2 separate regions of the Macaca mulatta genome follow, and region 1 is linked to region 2. Evidence: chromatin contacts called from public Hi-C data. All regions are on one chromosome and are shown on one strand. Each heading gives the region's core, a stretch centred on a gene start, on an enhancer-like site or on the middle of the called end of the contact. The rest is flanking DNA. Distances are from core to core; before and after follow the strand shown. Region 1 overlaps SIK3 (SIK family kinase 3). Region 2 overlaps SIK3 (SIK family kinase 3).

Evidence for each region. Hi-C and Micro-C count contacts between places; a contact is called where the count stands out from the background.
Region 1: a Hi-C map of CD4 T cells shows a contact between it and region 2, with 2.6 times the contacts expected there. The contact joins two enhancer-like sites. A contact is called at or near these places in 2 of 14 Hi-C or Micro-C datasets (CD4 T cells and liver).

Annotation. Positions count from the first base shown.
Region 1 is chr14:117,781,272-117,783,971 of T2T-MMU8v2.0, reverse strand. All of the region lies in intron 2 of SIK3 (SIK family kinase 3), which reads left to right. Among named protein-coding and RNA genes, the nearest start is that of PAFAH1B2, 36 kb to the left of the region's middle. Within about 2 kb of position 1,296, at least 2 of the 40 cell types and tissues checked have an H3K27ac peak or open chromatin away from gene starts, as enhancers often do. A contact at or near this core is called in CD4 T cells, where this site is marked.
Region 2 is chr14:117,525,635-117,528,572 of T2T-MMU8v2.0, reverse strand. All of the region lies in intron 21 of SIK3 (SIK family kinase 3), which reads left to right. Among named protein-coding and RNA genes, the nearest start is that of APOA1, 15 kb to the right of the region's middle. Within about 2 kb of position 1,337, at least 20 of the 40 cell types and tissues checked have an H3K27ac peak or open chromatin away from gene starts, as enhancers often do. A contact at or near this core is called in CD4 T cells, where this site is marked.

The DNA of each region.
Region 1 (2,700 bases), core at 47-2,546, 260 kb before region 2:
TGGTCAAAAAAAATTTTTTTAAGACAAGTGTGGTGGTGTATGCCTATAGTCCCAGCTACTCAGGAGGCTGAGGTGGGAAGATAGCTTGAGTTCAGGAGTTGGAGGCTTCAGGGAGCTATGACTGCGCTAATGCACTCTAGCCTGGGCAACAGGGCAAGACTCCATCTCAAAAAAAAAAAAAAAAAAAAAAGGCAGGGGCGGTGGCTCATGCCTGTAATCCTAGCACTTTGGGAGGCCAAGGTGGGTGGATCATTTGGGGTCAGGAGTTTGAGACCAGCCTGGCTAACATAGTGAAAACCACACCTGTCTTTACTAAAAATACAAAAATTAGCTGGGTGTGGTGGCGCACGCCTATGATCCCAGCTACTCAGGAGGCTGAGGCAGGAGAATCACTTGAACTCCGGAGGTGGAGGTGGAAGTGAGCTGAGATCACGTCACTGCACTCCAGCCTGGGTGACAGAGCCAGATTCTGTCTCAAAACACACACACACACACACACACACACACACACACACACAGAGCGCATGGACTGTTACTTAAGCCTAAAACACAATTGTAAGCCTACCCCACTGTACTTTCTTTCTTTTCTTTTTTTTTTTTGTGAGGCGGAGTCTTACTCTGTCGCCCAGGCTGGAGTGCAGTGGCGCCATCTCGGCTCACTGCAGCCTCCGCCTTCCGGGGGTCAAGCTATTCTTCTACCTCAGCCTCCTGAGTAGCTGGGATTACAGGCGCCCGCCACCACACCCGGCTAATTTTTATATTTTTAGTACAGATGGGGTTTCACCATATTCGTCAGGCTGATCTCGAACTCCTGACCTCGTGATCCACCCGCCTCGGTTTCCCAAAGTGCTGGGTTTACAGGCGTGAGCCATTGTGCCCGGCCCCCACTGTACTTTGTTTTCGGCCATAAAGAAATCTAGCTTCCTGGAGCCAGCTTTCTGGCTCCTATACGGGTTGGTGGTTTTCAATGGCCTACAGTTTAAGTAGAAAGGACTAGAAAGCCTTAGCAGAAAAGGGTGCATTCGTTATGCATTATGTAGTTTAGGACTTCAACCAGAAGGTGTCTCTGCAGCCAAGGGATCGGAATCTGTCCTCAAGAAACAGAAGATTGGATTTTCTAGTTTGAGAAAAATTGTGGCAGGAATGAAGCAAACAAAGGTAGGTCAGCTACCTACAGAAACCAATCCCAATAGTATAAATTGTTCTTAGCCAATAGCTGAAAAGGCTGGTAGAAAACTTAAGCAAAACCCACTTTTTTTTTTTTTTTTTTTTTTTTGCGACAGAGTTTCACTTTGTGGCCCAGGCTGGAGTGCAGTAGTGGATGGCTCACAGCAGCTTTGACCTCCAGGACTCAAGTAATTCTCTCACGTCAGCCACCCAAGTAGCTGGGCCACAGGCATGCACCACCATGCCTGGCTAATTTTTTTTTTTTTTCTTTTTTTTTGAGACGGAGTCTCATTCTGTCGCCCAGGCTGGAGTGCAGTGGCGCAATCTCAGCTCACTGCAACTTCCACCTCCTGGGTTCAAGCGATTCTCCTGCCTCAGCCTCCCAAGTACCTGGGATTACAGGTGTGTGGCACTATGCCCAGCTAATTTTTTGTATTTTTAATAGGGATGGGGTTTCACCGTGTTAGCCAGGATGGTCTTGATCTTCTGACCTCACGATCTGCCTGCCGCGGGCTCCCAAAGTGCTGGGATTACAGGCATGAGCCACCTTGCCCAGCCTCCTGGCTAATTTTTTTTTTTTTTTTTTTGAGACGGAGTCTCGCTCTGTCACCCAGGCTGGAGTGCAGTGGCGTGATCTCTGCTCACTGCAAGCTCTGCCTCCCAGGTTCACGCCATTCTCTTGCCTCAGCCTCCCAAGTAGCTGGGACTACAGGTGCCCGCCACCAGGCCCAGCTAATTTTTTGTATTTTTAGTAGAGATGGGGTTTCACCGTGTTAGCCAGAATGGTCTCGATCTCCTGACCTCGTGATCCACCCGCCTCGGCCTCCCAAAGTGCTGGGATTACAGGTGTGAGCCACCGTGCCTGGCCCCTCCTGGCTAATTTTTAAATTTTTTTGTAGAGATGGGGTTTCGCTATGCTGCCTAGGCTGGTCTTGAACTCCTGGACTCATGCTGTCCTCTCACCTTGGTCTCACGGAGTGTTGGGATTACAGGAGTGAGCCACTGTGCCTGGCTCAAAACTAACCCTTAATGCAAGGAAGCTGCTTTAAAAGCAGAGCATCTGTCCTGCCACCTAAAACACACAAGGCTGTGTGATGATGAGCTTTGAAAACTGAGAGGCAGCTCCCAAGGCAGGTGCTGCAGAAGAGATGGCTCTTCGGTGAGAAGAGATGTGAAGATGAAGGGAAAAGAAGAAAAATGCAGGCCGGGCGCGGTGGCTCAAGCCTGTAATCCCAGCACTTTGGGAGGCCGAGACGGGCGGATCACGAGGTCGGGAGATCGAGACCATCCTGTCTAACACGGTGAAACCCCGTCTCTACTAAAAATACAAAAAAGTAGCCGGGCGTAGTGGCGGGCACCTATAGTCCCAGCTACTCGGGAGGCTGAGGCAGGAGAATGGCGAGAACCCGGGAGGCAGAGCTTGCAGTGAGCCGAGATCGCGCCACCGCACTGCAGCCTGGGTGACTGAGCAAGACTCCGTCTCAAAAAAAAAAAAAAAAAAAAAAGAAGAAAAATGCAGTTTTGTAAGTGTAG
Region 2 (2,938 bases), core at 88-2,587:
CTTTTAATGGTCTCCATCTCAACTGTGTTGCACAAGACTCTACTGTAGGTGCTGTGCGAATGCAGAGATGAAAGGATAAAGAACCTGTCCTCAGGGAGCTTCTACTCTACCGGGGGATGTAAAACAAGCACATAAACAGCTTTGCTATGAAGTGCTAGGTACTGAGTGCTACAAGAAGTATCATTAAGAAGAGCAGAGCTAATGTGATCTTCTTAGCATTTCTTAAGGGTAGATGAACAGGGATTGTTGGTGTTATTTAGTTACTTTTTGAGCCAGGGTCTTGCTCTGTCACCTAGGCTAGAGTGCAGTGGTACAACCACGGTTCACTGCAGCCTCGACTTCCTGGGCTCAAGCAATCCTCCCACCTCAACTTCCTGAGCAGCTGGGACTACAGGTGTGTGCTACTACACCCAGCTAATTTTTTCTTTCCCTTTGGTAGAGATGGGGTCTTGCTGTGTTGCTGGGGCTGATCTTGAACTCCTGGGCTCAAACAGTCCTCCCTCCTCGGCCTCCCAAAATGCTGGGATTACAGGCACGAGCCACCACACCCAGCCATGTTGGTATTAGTAAAGGAAAATTAGATGCCATCGTATTAGTGTCCATGGTTACCTATTTCCTTGATGGCAATTTGCCACCAGCCAGTATGAGGCCAGGCACTGTGAGAGCACTGAGCAGGCAGCATGCCAAAGGTTTGGAGAAGTGTCAGATTTCACATGCCCCATGCTGTCTGTAATCTCCCTGCCTGCCACCCTAGGAGGAAAAACAAGGTTTGTCTTCTATAGTGGTACATACACTTGATTTTTTTGACTTTGCAAATAAATACAGCAGCATAATGAGATTACCAACTGGAACTCACAAAGAAAACCACATCCTCTTCTCTGAGCTCAGTCAGCCTCAGCATTATTACTCAGTAAAATGCTGACAGAGTCAGAGGAGTTACCCCAGAGCCTTTAAGGGGAGTATGCAGGCACGTCATTGCTCCCATTTTCTCTCAAAACCCAGTAAGTGAGTAAGGACGAGTCAACATTGACAGATTCAATAGAGAATTGTGCAAGTTGCCCCAAAGTTCCCCGGGCAGGTGAGTGGTGTGCATTGTGTCCGTTTGTGCATTTTCCCCCCTGTGTGATCGGACAATCATCCTACCTCTGCACTCTCTTAGCTTTAGTTTGATAAATTCGAGCATGTAATTCTGGGGAACCGTCTTTCCTCCATGATTTCTATGTCCTTTGGTAGCTGCTGAATTGGCATAAAGGGTTGTCAAAGATTTGATCCTCAATCTCATGTTCCTTGGGCAGTGAGTTAGTCTGTTTATACCCCCCAAAATGGTCAATAGGGTCTCATTCATGGAGTGTCACAAAGGACTTCTAAACTCAGGGTCCGCATTCTTAACCAAAAATCAGACTTGACTTACTTGGTCTTTTACAGTTGATTAAAGACTCTTTTACATGTGTTGTCTTTTTGAGCCCCCAAACAACCCTCATTTTTCAGATCAGGAACCTTGAGGAGAAGCTGAAAGATTTGCCAACACTTGTGTACTTTCCTGGTGAGGGAGCTGGGTCCTGACTTCAAGTTTTCTGATCCCCTGGTCATATATTTTTTCCTTTATACCTCTTTGCCCACTCTGCGCCCTCCAAGCACAGCTGCCAAGTGAAAGATGCTAGCTTCCATGTCTTTGACCTACTGATGATACTGAAACTTGAGCATTCAGAACCCTGGTGTATCCCCTGACTCCTATTAATGCTCTTTTTCATCTGGTTTTTAACTCACATTTGTCTGTCCTGAATCAGAGGCTTCTCTTGGAAATTAAAGTTTCCCCGAGTCATTTGTTCATTTACATATGGGTAAATTGTCCCTCATAATTCTGCAAGCAGGGCTCTGTAATTAAATCTATTTCCTTGTTTGTTTTTGTCAGCTGACTCAGTACGCCCTTATGCACTCAGAAATAACATTTCTAAGCTGAATAAAAATCATGCCAGACTTTATTGAGCTTTTACAATGCAGTAACCTCTATGAAGCACTCCACACCCATTGAGTCAGTCCTGTTGTACAGATAACGAAGACCCAGCAGAGCAGGATAATTCACCCAAGCTCCCGCTCCTCAGGAAGCCGGGAAGCCAGGATTTACGGCCAAGTCTTCCTGACCCCAGAGCTTGCGCTTATGACCCTTGTGCTCAACTCCAGCTTGGCTGAGGAATGAGCTCTGGGAAGACCCCCCACGTGGTTTGTCAGGCAGTCGCTTGTTCTGTCTTGGTGCCTACAGGCATCAGACCTGAAGGTGGGGAAGACAGCAGACAAGGCAGAGCGCAAAGGTGAGTGGTGGGTGTTTTGGTTTGCAGAGGCCCCGTTCTCAGGAATGAAAACAAGTTCTGAGAGAGGGAGGGAAAAGACCCTTAAAAGACACGGCAGACAAACCAAAACACTGAGGCCTCCAGAAGAGGCAGGAAGGCTCCAACCAGGACTGTATACATTGTGTTAGCTTTGCTGTTTCCTCATGGTTAGTAATGATCTTTTAAAAATCTTTAAACTGGAGAGCACTCATGTTTGTCCTTGCAGAGAGCAAAGAGATGCAACTGATGAGATTTGCATCCAACTATATAATCAGGCTTAAAGGAAAAAAGCACCCCAAGGAATTGAGTAGATGATGTTAGCTATCAAAGAAGACAATATAGGTTTTTGAAAAAGTAAGAAGCGGCTGCTTGCATTGCTTCTTGGCAAAGCAGACAGAATCATCATTTCCTCACTCCTGCATAACCATGTTGCACCACTTCCTGCCAGTGGTTTTTGGTTGGCCCTGGCGCGAACATGCAAGCCATGCCCACTGAGAGGAATTGGGCAGAGTGGGTAGGACGGGCGGGCTAATCCCACAGAGCGAGTCCTGGTGTCCTTTCTTTTTTTTTTTTTTTTTGAGACGGGAGTCTCCTCTGTCGCCCAGGCTGGG